Regions from separate parts of the Mus musculus genome. Here region 2 is linked to region 1. The links are chromatin contacts, called in public Hi-C maps. All regions are on one chromosome and are shown on one strand. The core of a region is the stretch at or near the end of the contact, and the rest is flanking DNA. Distances in the headings are between cores, read along the strand shown.

Region 1 (5,814 bases), core at 2,209-4,708:
AAGGAAGTCCCAGGCATTGTTCATGCCTCTATTTAGGTCAAATATCTTGACTTTTTTTACATAAATTATCCCTATTAGTAGCCCTATAAAATTTACATGCTGAAATACTAATGTACAAGGTGATACAGCAAGAAGTGTGGCCTTTGAAGGACTGATTAGCATGTAAGGGCAGAGCCCTCATAAGTGAGATTAGTACCGTTATTAAAAAGTACGCCAAGAGCCACTTCTACCATGTGAAGACAACAGTAAGTATCATCTAACAATCTGAGAAGGACAGAGCCTCAGTAGACACTAAGTCTGACCATGCTATAATGTTGTACTGTTCATACTCTGGCACTGAGAAAGAACACACATTTAGGGTAGTTTAACACAGATATATGCATAATAGGAAGACACTGGGAAGACAGAAGATGGTATATTCGAACCAAGGATAGAGGCTTCTAGGTTGGATTCCTCCCTATAGCTTCCCAACAATGTGATGTTGAACTTCAGCCTCCAGAATTAAGACAACACATGATGTTGACTGGATCACCAGTCTGTGGGATGTGCAATAGTGTATTTGTACATGTGGGCAGGTGCACATGCCCGTGCACTCATGCTGTGGCCGGAGGAGGACATAAGGCATCCTGTTCTACCCCTCATCTACTGCTTTCCTTGAGATAAGTTCTCTCACCGAATCTGCAGCAAGGCTGGCCAGTAAACTACACTGAGCCTCTTTCTTATCTTCACCTGGCCTGCCACTGGCATTGCAAGTATTGATGCAGCCACACTCAACTCTTTCTGGGACTGCTGGGGGTTTGAACTCATGGCCTCATGCTTGTACTGAAGGCATGCTTAACCACTAAGCCAAAGCCCTAGCCCTGTGGTAGTTTTGATAGCAACCCTAGCATACAATGCAGGACACTCTTTTTTTTAGAATTTATTTTCTTGATAGAGTGGGTATGACTAGATCAGGAGAAGCCATCTTGGATCTAGAAGGTTCTGAATGTCAAGTTTGGCCAAGATGTAGCACTGGTGATGAAGTTATAAAAGGCCTGTGTTTTTTTAAGCCACTTTGTTGGGGGGGAGGGTCTTTAATACAATAGCTTAACCCTATACTAAAGATAAATCTTGCATTCAAAGCACAGCTAACTATAAATAGATTTGCATGTGATTGTCAAAGAAAGCTTCAAAATGAATCAGACATGATCTCTCCCCATGGTTCTATATCCTATATCATTAGGTATAGGATTTGAAGTCTCATCCATCATACCCATTTCTGCCGCTGAAACTAAGTTGTTTCATCAATACTAAGTTCTTACTCCCAGCCTTGCTGGTCTATGTACTGCATAATATTCATGGATATTATCTTTGAACCTTTACATATGTGTTTTCCATTTGGGATACCCACAGTGGGGGGGAAACTAGTGAACTCTCATGAGGACTGACAGCCATCAAGGCAGGGAAGATAAAATGCAGTGGGATAAGAGAGTTAAGATGGCTAATGGGACAGGAAGTGTTAAATGGGGTGGAGATGGGAAGACAGGGTAAAGGATGGGATACAAGGAGGAATAAAGAACAGTAGAGGCCTTACAAAATAGCTATGTAGAAATGTACCTCTGTAGAAACTTCCTAGTATATTGAATCCTATAGTCATAATATATAATCATAAATTAAATAATATATGAATATATATTATTTAAGTAGAGTTACCCTATAGCAAAGAAACATACCCCTACCATATAGTACAAGCTAATAAATAGCCCAGGAACGGCTAATAAATAGCTAGGGATGGTCACCTCTTTTGGAGGTATTGTCTGGCAAAGTTTTACAGATAGACACCCAAACACTGTAAGCTATTGCTTGATCTCTTCTCTTCTCTTCTCTTCTCTTCTCTTCTCTTCTCTTCTCTTCTCTTCTCTTCTCTTCTCTCCCTCTTTCTCTCTGCATAGTTAAGTAGATAGATGGATGGATAGATAGATAGATAGATAGATAGATAGATAGACAGATAGATAGATATGTGTGTGTATATATGTGTGTGTGTTTATCATCCCTTCCTCTCTTGCTGCCTCCCACCTCCCCCCTCTCCAATTTGCCCTACTTCTCTTGATTGAGAGACCAAAAAGAAAAAAAGTCCCTCAAACTACAATACACAGTAGTGACTAAGTTCTCTCATGTTAAGGGACTTTTATTTAAGCTGGGATATCTGCATGCAATTCTGAACAGCAAAGAAGAACTGCTTTGGAGTTTCTAGTGTGATCCGTCTTTATATTCTGAAGCCTATTTCTCATGCAGATGCCCCACAAAAGTGCAAATGGGGGAACAGTCTACATTGCAGATCAAAATTAAAACTCACTGAAGCATTGGTCTGCATCTGCAGACTAATCCGTTGGTCTTATGCCCGTTTTCTGTTTAGGATGAAGGGCAACACAGATGGATCTGAACCATTACCATTCTACAACTTATCTTTCCCACTGCCCGTGTGCACTTACAGAAGTGTAGTCTCTCACCAAGCTAAACAGAAGGTAAAATGTGGAAAAAACAATCGTAATTCTTTTCCTGGCTCTGTCAGAGAAAATGCATGTGACCTTGGTGGGGGCTGGGAGGGAGTATCTTTTCCCTGTCTTTCCTCATTTTTCAAAGCAGAGAAAGCAAAACTCCATTCATTTAGTAATAAATTATCCTATTACTAAGCATAAACACTGTTATTGTTTAGCCTTTATTTCTGCAATCTGTCAGGACATTCTGAAATTTCTCCATAAAACACACAACTTAATGCACTGTTTTTCCTTTCTTCTTTTGCATGGTGTGTCTGGAGGAGGCAAGGCAGAAGGGTGAACACATGGCCTGGGTAAATGAAATGCTATTTAATTTATTTTCAAATGGATAAAAGGAAATGTAATTAAGCTCCCTAAAAGCCTTCCAAATAAACTTCTCTTTAAAAAGTGGAAAGGAAGATCGTTAACTTATCAAAGTCGTAAATCAGAGTCCATGACACTTGGAGATGAGAACCAGACTGGGATAGCCAGCAGAGGAGCAACTGTCATGGAAGCCAGGCTTCTCAGGACACAGAAAAGGCCAGGCAGGAAGCACAGGAAGCAGACATATTCTGTGTCTGAAGACTCAAGCTCAGATTGGTGTAAGTGAGCACCCCTCCCCCACGTTTTCATCTCCCCTCCCCTCTGCCTCTGCTATTCCCTCCCCTCTGTCTTCATTCCCCTCCACTCCCTTTTCCTCTCCTCCGTTTTGACTTCCCTCCCCTTCTTCTCTCTTTATCTGGTCTTCATGCACGTACAATTAAATATGTTTGTACGTTTTCATTTAATGGCAAATGCCAAGGCGTGCTACAAAGCCACAGAAAGACAGCATTATGGATGGATCTGTAGCCCTCTAGAGAAACACTACTTCTGTTACATATGCCTGCTGCAAAGGACAGTGGAGGAACTCTGACAAACAATAGCCACTGGAGAGTCTGTACTGTTTTGTCAGTTAAATTTACTTTCACTTTCAGGAAGGGCCATATTAGAACCAAATGTAGCTGCCTAACACCTTGTGTGTGGTTCCAGCTTATTGTTGGCTTAGCTTCACAAAAGTTATTAAATGCCTCAAGATCAACATTTTTTTTTATTTTGCCAAAATTTGTTCTCTCCAGGAAAGTAAAGCTAAAATAAATAAATAAATAAAATAACCCAAGCCTCTAATTATATTCTAGGGCTCTGTGATTCTGTTTGAAATGGAACTGATCACTCTCTTAGGGTCATTATTTTTTTTGAAATTTATACACAAAGGAACTGATGTTATTAGGACCCTTTAATATATATACTTCCCTAATGTGGACAGGTATAGGGCCCAATTGTAAACTGATTGTGGCTTGTCATGTATTGGTATGACTCAGGTAATCAAAGTAAAATTTTCCCCACTCAAATGTTATTTTAAACATTTTTAAATGAAATAAGTTTAAGCAGTGACTATCTTATGATCTACACTTTATCAGCTGTCATATGCTTAGTGCTGTAAGCTTTCCTGCCTTTCAACATGACCAAGTATAAATGTGTTCCTTCAGTGTTTTAAAAGATCATGTTAATCTGACATAAAATATGATGGTATATGACAATGAATTGTAATTGATTTTATTGGATCATTGAACCAAAGGTAGCAAAGATCTAATCTAATATTATATCATCAAAATAAAGATGTTGAAACTAAAATAAACACAAAATAGTGACCAGGAATAAAGTAGAATTGAAGCACAGTATAAAATCCCTTTCATGAAAATAGTCTCAAAGCACAGATAAACATAAATTGAAAATCCCTTGCTTTTTTTTTTCTTTAAACATCCTCAAGACAGCACAGTTTCCTGCTCATGTGAGACGCTTATCAGAAAGAGTAAGAAGTCACACATCTAAGGAGAAATATTTCTCTGTGGTGTGTAATAAAAATCAGAATTACTGAGCTTTTCCAGCCATCAGCTCTCTTGACCTGTTTGGAAGTCTTCAGTAAAGTTTTCCTAGGTCTGCAGAAGAGCCAGGAAACCTTAAAACAGTTCATAGTTCCGATGATGATATAATTTACAATCTTTACATTTTAAGGATAATTTTCTAATAAAAGCAATTCCATTAGGCAATACAAAAAATACACATTCAAGTAAAATACACTGAGAACAACAGTGACTACTTTGCAATTGGTCTGATGATAAAGGGTGCTCATTATATTGTTCTTTCCACCCCTCAAATTGTCTGCAATATACGTGCTGCAAGCAATCGCGTGCGTGCCGCCAGTAATCTCTGAGGAGAGCCGTGTGTGTGTGCTGAGAGCAATCGCCATTATAAGATGGCGCGGGCCTCCGCTGTGCCTAACTAGTAAACAAGCCTTGTACGCAGGTGCAAGAGTGAATTCACTCCTAGTCACTCCCATTCTCGGGGTGTAATAGTGGGGTGATGGGCAAGCAACGAATCGGGAGCTGTCACGCCATATCAGGTGCTGAAACGTCATGCTGCGGGTTATAAAAGCAGCGCCATTTTCCCGGTTCGGGATCTTCCTGAGAAACAAGCAATAAAGCTTTTGCCGCGGAAGATTCTGGTTTGTTGCGTCTTTCTTGCCGGTCGAGCGGGACGCAATAGCAACACATGGTCAGTATTAGAAAACTCCTCCCTCAGATTAGCTTTCTTTATACCAGGAGGTCCTGTGCCAGCTCCTGGAGAAGAAAAATCAACACTATTCCCCATATGTAAACCCTGATAGACACAACAAAGACCAGACTGGCAAGATACACCCATGGGTGCATTAGTGGCCTGAAAGTTAAAGAGGTAAGCAACCACTCTGTGATTGGATTTAAGGCTTGCTCTGCAAGAGAAAACACAGGCCTAATGCTAGAAATTTAACTGAGAATTCATAGCTGGAGAACTCATAAGCTTGGGGGTAAATCTACTATTACTATTTTGCTAAAGTGAATTAGTTTCAAACTGTTTCCTAAATATGTATGCCCATAAACAAGTGCAGATATCTCAGCCCTCACGAGAGGTGCAACTTTGCCGGGTGGACAGAAATTAGCACAAAGACTGACACTGGTAGAAGTACACAGAACAAGTGACAGTGAAGTTCTCAGCCGTTAAGTAGGCCACATATATCACATCCCTACCCCCTAGACTCAGGGAGCATCACAAAAGAAGGTGTGGAAAGATTGTACGAGCCAGATTTCTAGGAGTACTGCTCTATAATACAGTCTTCTGGGGATGATAGCACTAATGTACTTATGAACTCACAGCAACTGTCTTTGCATACATGAGACCTGTACAAGATGGACCAAATCCAACCTGGATGGGAGAGGAGCACATG
Region 2 (5,814 bases), core at 2,332-4,831, 310 kb before region 1:
TTAAACAGTAAAACAGGAGCTACCCAAGTTTCATCATGCAACCAGCTCCTGAAGGTGCTACTGTAGATGCTACAAAGTCCACCGAGGCCAGGACAGAAGCAATGAAGCTCTTTCACAGTGGAGCCTCAGAAGACAGACGTAGAGCTCAGAATCAGCTGCAGAGGGATGGTATTCATCACCCAGGGAGTGGGAACATGCTGAGAGCTGCCTCACAGGGAGATCTACCAAGAGTATCAAAATAGGTCCCATATGATTCTCCTCAGGTGATGTCCTAATCACCAAGGATGAGTTAGAAAGAGAAGATACTTCTTGGCTCTCTTACCTCTGAGCATAACTTCCTACCTTGGTGTCTCCAAATGTTGCTTCTTTCACAGAAAAACAACTTCTCACCAGGACAAGGCAATACAGTCGGCCCTCCTAACATACAGATTCTGTGTTCACAGATTCATCTGTTAACTTAAATTTGTGCCTTCCAAATCAGTCTTGTTTGAATCACTTCCAGTCATTCACTGAGAAAGAATATCAGGACAATAGCCCTGAGCCGCCCAAGTGTACATCTGAGCTGCAGTCTAAGTGCAGCTCTCTGCCTCTTTATCCCTGCTCTCCTACAGGGAGCCAGAGTCACAGGATCTTCAGTGACACATTTGTTGCACTGTGTGTGTCTCTCTGTGTGTGTGTGTGTGTGTGTGTGTGTGTGTGTGTGTGTGTGTGTGTATCCTTATTACACATGCAGAGGTTAACTCTTCGTATCATTCTACAAATGTTGTCACATTGTTTTTCAAGATTGGGTTGGTTTGTTTGTTTGTTTGTTCATTTTAAGATAGGGTCTCACTACATAGCTGTGGAGCCAGATGGCCTGGAACTCATCAAGATCTTCCTGCCTCTGCCTCCACAGTGCTACAATAAAAAGCATACACCACTAGGCTCTGCTCAAAACAGAGTTTCTCTATTGGCTAGAAACTCAACTAGACTAGGCTGGCTCCCTAGCAAGCTCCTGAGATTTTTCTACCTGCTCCTCCCCAGAGCTAGGATTACAGGCAAGCATCATCACCTGTGGCCCTTGGAATCATATTCGGTTCTTCATGTGTGCAATGCAAACTTCTTATCAATCCAGGAAGCTACTCACCCTCACTGTAGTAGACTGTGTCGGTAATTAACCTGATTAAAATTGTGCCAAAGCAGTGCTGACGTGTGTTCTACTTTTCCTGAGTACAAGGCTATAAGACCCCCCTCCCCAAAAAATGCTAAGCAAGTACCGTTCAAATAGTAATTATCATTCAATTATTCATAAGGTTAGAACAACAACAACAACAAAACACTACATAGGGCTGGAGACCTAAACCAGTGGGCAAGACAAGGTTCCAAGCACCCAAGAGCTGGGTGTGGACATGACATCTTTAGCCTCAGCACTAAGGGATGCAGAGATGGGATTACTGGGTCTTGATGGCCAAATGACCTACCCTGAACAAAGGACAAACTCTAAGTTTAGTGAAAGACTCTGTCTCAAAAGAATAAAGGGGACACTTGGAAAGGATATTTATGTATTCTTCTGGCTTCCACATCTATGAACATGGGGATATATGAACATGGGGATATATATATATATACTAATTAAAACCTACAAATGTGACTATTCTGTGGTCAACTGATGCAAATTTTGTGCCCAATCCAACCCCATAGTCTTCCTGAGAACAATGGTTCAGTATTTGTTAGTTCAGGATTTACAAAGACTTAGAGAAAATACCACGGATAACAGAATGGGTTATGCATGCTAAAGGGCACGGGCAACAGCTGAAAAGCAGCACCTGCTCCCCAGCTCTGCATAGAACAGAACAGCACAGGCAGATGAAGGAAGACTGAAAAAAAAAATAGTGAAGTACAGATGACACAGAGGACCAGCCAGCTCAGATGCACAGTGGGAGACAAGGAGGTCATAGAACAGAAACTCAGGAGACACAGCTGCCCACACATTCTCAAAGCAAGCTGTGGCTGTGTGTCTAAGAGGAGCCCATAACTCACCTTGCTACCAGCAAGGTAGGAGAGGCCCAGGAGCCTGTCTATCTGGCGCTAACCACCATAGGAAATGACCTTTGTGAAGCCAACCTGCAGTGAAAATGAGGTCCCAAAGAAACAGAAATCTGGGTGGTTAATAGGCATCAGGGAGGATGGGCTGGTGGCTAAGGTCACTGGTGGAATAAGAGTCCAGGTTTTGGCTCAGAGGGCTTCTTATGGCTTTAATGACGCCAGTGCCATGCGAACCACCTCATCTAGTTCTCATTAGAGAAGGGCAATCTTTGTTCCCTGGATTTAAGCAATGATTACAATCTAAAAGAATTGATTGTGTCTCATTATGCTGGAGATAATATATTCCTGATGATTCAGGCCATTAACTTGAACCTCCAAATACCAACACAGGTCATGCAGCGCCCCTTTAATGTATTCCCATCTGTTGTGCATCTGATAGGAAACGGTGTTCCTAACACACGGTACATGAAAGAGAAACTGAGTGAGAAAGCAGGGCAGAACAGCCGGCTCTGTTCCTTTGATTGTTTCCCACTCCAGGAACATCTTATCTTAATTTAATTGAGCCGCTCTGGTACAGCGAGATCTTTAATATTTAAAAAAGCAAAGCAAAACAAAGAGCAAATAAATCCAAAAGTGGAACAAACTAAAAAGACATGGGGCTGTGTCTCACAGCTTCCTGGTCTCATGCCCTCATCTCCGTCTCCGGCTGCATCTGCTCTGCATCATGTGAGGACGTGGAACCACCACTTCTAGGTAGAATTGGCTTCCTTTAAACCCATGGCTCCCATTATGGGGATCGAAACACACAAAACAACAACAAAAACTGAGTGTCCCTCTCTCCTTCCACTTGAAGACTGACAGTTTCTAAAAGGGGAGCCAAACTCAAGGAAGGAATTCACATGTGTCAACACAAATCAAACACGCTCGGGCGCGTGTGTATGCACTCCTCTTCCATTGAATAAATAATTCTGACTGTGATCACAAAAACATAAATGAGCGATAAATGCATTCATAAAGGAAATAAAAATTTATCAAAACCATAAATAACAATCTAACAATTCTAACATCTTCGGACAGGAATCAGTTACCAAGTTTTCATGCAGTCAGCACAAGCCCTGGCTTGCTCTGGTCCAGCCAGGCCCCAAGGGTCCAATCACTGCAAACTGAAGCCACTTCTTTCAGATTCCCTCTAATCACATCAACACAAAACTGAACTGCAGTGTGCAGTTAGAAAAGCCTCTGAAGTAGACGACAGTGTTTTCAAACTAACATCCAGCAGTACTGCATAACAATACTTTTAAAACAAGCATCCTACTAGGCTTTTCCATCCAAACTGGCTCTAAAATATTCTCTGCCTCTACTAACACTGGGATGTATGTGTCTGCCAGTTAAAAGACCATTAAAATTCTGTTCCAGAAAGCAGAGAAATAGCTGATGATCCAACTAAAACCTACAGACAGCGTTTCTTTCTAAAAACACAAGGCTGAGTTGGTAAGAGGCTCACTGTCTGAGAGCCTGGATGCAGAGTGCACAAAGGAAGAGAGCCATCAAAAGGATCTGAGGACAAGCACAGGAAGCCCTTATAAAGAATCAAGTTTCTGCCTCCTGTCTCTGCTGATGACAGCAGGAGCAGCTCTTTGTTCATAAGGCCTGCTGCAGTTTCAGTGCTTAGACAGGGCATCATTCCAATGAAGACGAGTCTTTCTGGGTACCCTGAAGAACTTCCACTCACTATCTCCATCTTCCACAGGAACTACATCTCTATATGTAGCTTGAACAAAAGACTATTGCATCCCTGACACAGAGAGGCGAGGTGGGAAGAGAACTGTGTATCTCTAGGATGCTCTGCCTCCTCAGGAAGCTAAGGCATTCTGATAGCAGCTGATGATAATCTCAACAGACAAGCATCTGGCTCCAGGTTACAGGTAGGAACTGGGGTTTGATGAGGGGGCAGGGTGATTAAAAACAAGGTATAACAAATGCATAACAACACAGGAAACTCAAAGGAAACAAGCAGACACGCAGGACAGAAGAGTGGACATTTCTGGTGAGTGCACCAAGCGCCATGAAGGGCACCTGTGACTTTGGAGCTAACCAGTAGCAGATGTGGCCACAGTTTTGGACTTCCGTCCCTTTAGCCCAGTCTTCATGCAGCCCAACTGGACCCCAAACCACAAAGTGGCTGGAGGAGGGAGAAAAAGGAGGAAGGCTGAGTCAGTCAGTCAGTCAGCTGCAATAACAAAGGGAGAAGGCTCAAACCACAAAAGCTTTTAAAAATAAACACTGTAATTCAAGGCAAGGGGCAGGGGAGGCCACATGCAGGTCTGGGGAGACTTTGAGAAGCACCGGATCCCATCAGACATCATTTCGCAAAGCCACTGGAAATTGCCATTCAAAGAGGTATTTAAAAGACAGTGGAGGGGCCTCCCTTCCCTAAGGAGGACTGCATTACAGTGCTTCTCAAAAAACCCTGCCTGCTCACACTGGCCCACAAACTCCCTTTCATCTTCTAGTGAGTACTTCCTTCCTCAAAGCCCAGGACACTGCAAGCTTCTAGAGTTGTATCTAAACATAAACCAATTTCAGAGATTTGGAAAGAAATGGTCTAAAAGCCTGTTGATTCTAAACTCTACACAAACTATGGACCCAGATTTCCCATGATACTAAGAAAAGGAACATGCCATCCCTCCACAATGTCTCTGGAGAAATCACACTCTCATTTAAACAGACTCTGGGAAAGCATTGCAAAAAAAAAAAAAAATATATATATATATATATATATATATATATATATATATATATATATATATAATAAACAAATAAATAAAAAAGCAGAACTGGTTCCATGACCTGAGTTCAAAGGTCATCTGTGGTCCATGTGCCATGTGCAGTAGAGATGTTTTGTCAATTTTCTGGGCTTCTACTTATTGGGGTTTCAAAACAAGCATGCCATGTTCCTGCTTCCATACAGTGGCTCAGGAAACCTTCAACAACGTTATGATCATAACAAATGAGATTGTTGGTGACACTAGGAGGGTAAGTTATCTACTCTATGGGGTAACCATGGCTAATGAGCTCCCTTTGATTAATGAGAGAGAGAGAGAGAGAGAGAGAGAGATCCTTACCTGAGATTCTTAGATTCTTCCCCACTGTCTTGTGACCACCAAGCCTGATTCTGTCTCCATCAGGAACGTAACTGCTTTTGCTAACAACTTTTCAAGATGAAAATTAAAAACATCAATTTGATGCTCTTTTGGCTCACCTGTTCTAAAAGGATCACAGGATAAGACTTTGAAACGAAACAAAAGGAAAGAAAATGTATTGTCTAAAAGTCAGCATTGCCATTATTTGAGGATGGATAAAATGGTGACAGGTCACAGCGAATGAGGGGCAGAGGTGGTGACTTGCCCTTCCTTACTGATGGTACTTTCCTTCTGAATCTCCAAGTTCATGACCTTCTAAAAGCCTGAAAGACTCTCAGGCGTTCAAGATATGGGAAGAAAATAACTAAGATCAAGACAAGCATTTGTTAACTACATCCTTCCCTCACATTTTAGCTGTCCAACTATGTGAACATGCAAATAATAATAAACTTGTTATTAACGATATCTGAGTAGCAGGCACTCAAACACACGGAGCCCAGGTTTACGCATAGACTCTTCAACAAGCCACAGAAGACAAATATAAACCTCACTGGAGCTGGAACAAGGATCTGGACCCTGAACCTCCAAGGAAGGTGAGAAAAGACTTCAGGAACTAGGACTCCTGGTTTGTTCCAAGTTTGCCATG

Evidence for each region. Hi-C and Micro-C count contacts between places; a contact is called where the count stands out from the background.
Region 2: a Hi-C map of uterus shows a contact between it and region 1, with 2.4 times the contacts expected there. The contact joins two enhancer-like sites. A contact is called at or near these places in 5 of 484 Hi-C or Micro-C datasets (the N1E-115 cell line, Sertoli cells, cortical neurons and 2 more).

The regions. Positions count from the first base shown.
Region 1 is chr15:32,018,150-32,023,963 of GRCm38.p6, reverse strand. No RefSeq gene overlaps it. Among named protein-coding and RNA genes, the nearest start is that of Gm32499, 140 kb to the left of the region's middle. Within about 2 kb of position 3,458, at least 31 of the 459 cell types and tissues checked have an H3K27ac peak or open chromatin away from gene starts, as enhancers often do. A contact at or near this core is called in uterus, where this site is marked.
Region 2 is chr15:32,327,243-32,333,056 of GRCm38.p6, reverse strand. The region is part of intron 1 of Sema5a (sema domain, seven thrombospondin repeats (type 1 and type 1-like), transmembrane domain (TM) and short cytoplasmic domain, (semaphorin) 5A); the gene reads right to left. Among named protein-coding and RNA genes, the nearest start is that of Sema5a, 85 kb to the right of the region's middle. Within about 2 kb of position 3,581, at least 72 of the 459 cell types and tissues checked have an H3K27ac peak or open chromatin away from gene starts, as enhancers often do. A contact at or near this core is called in uterus, where this site is marked.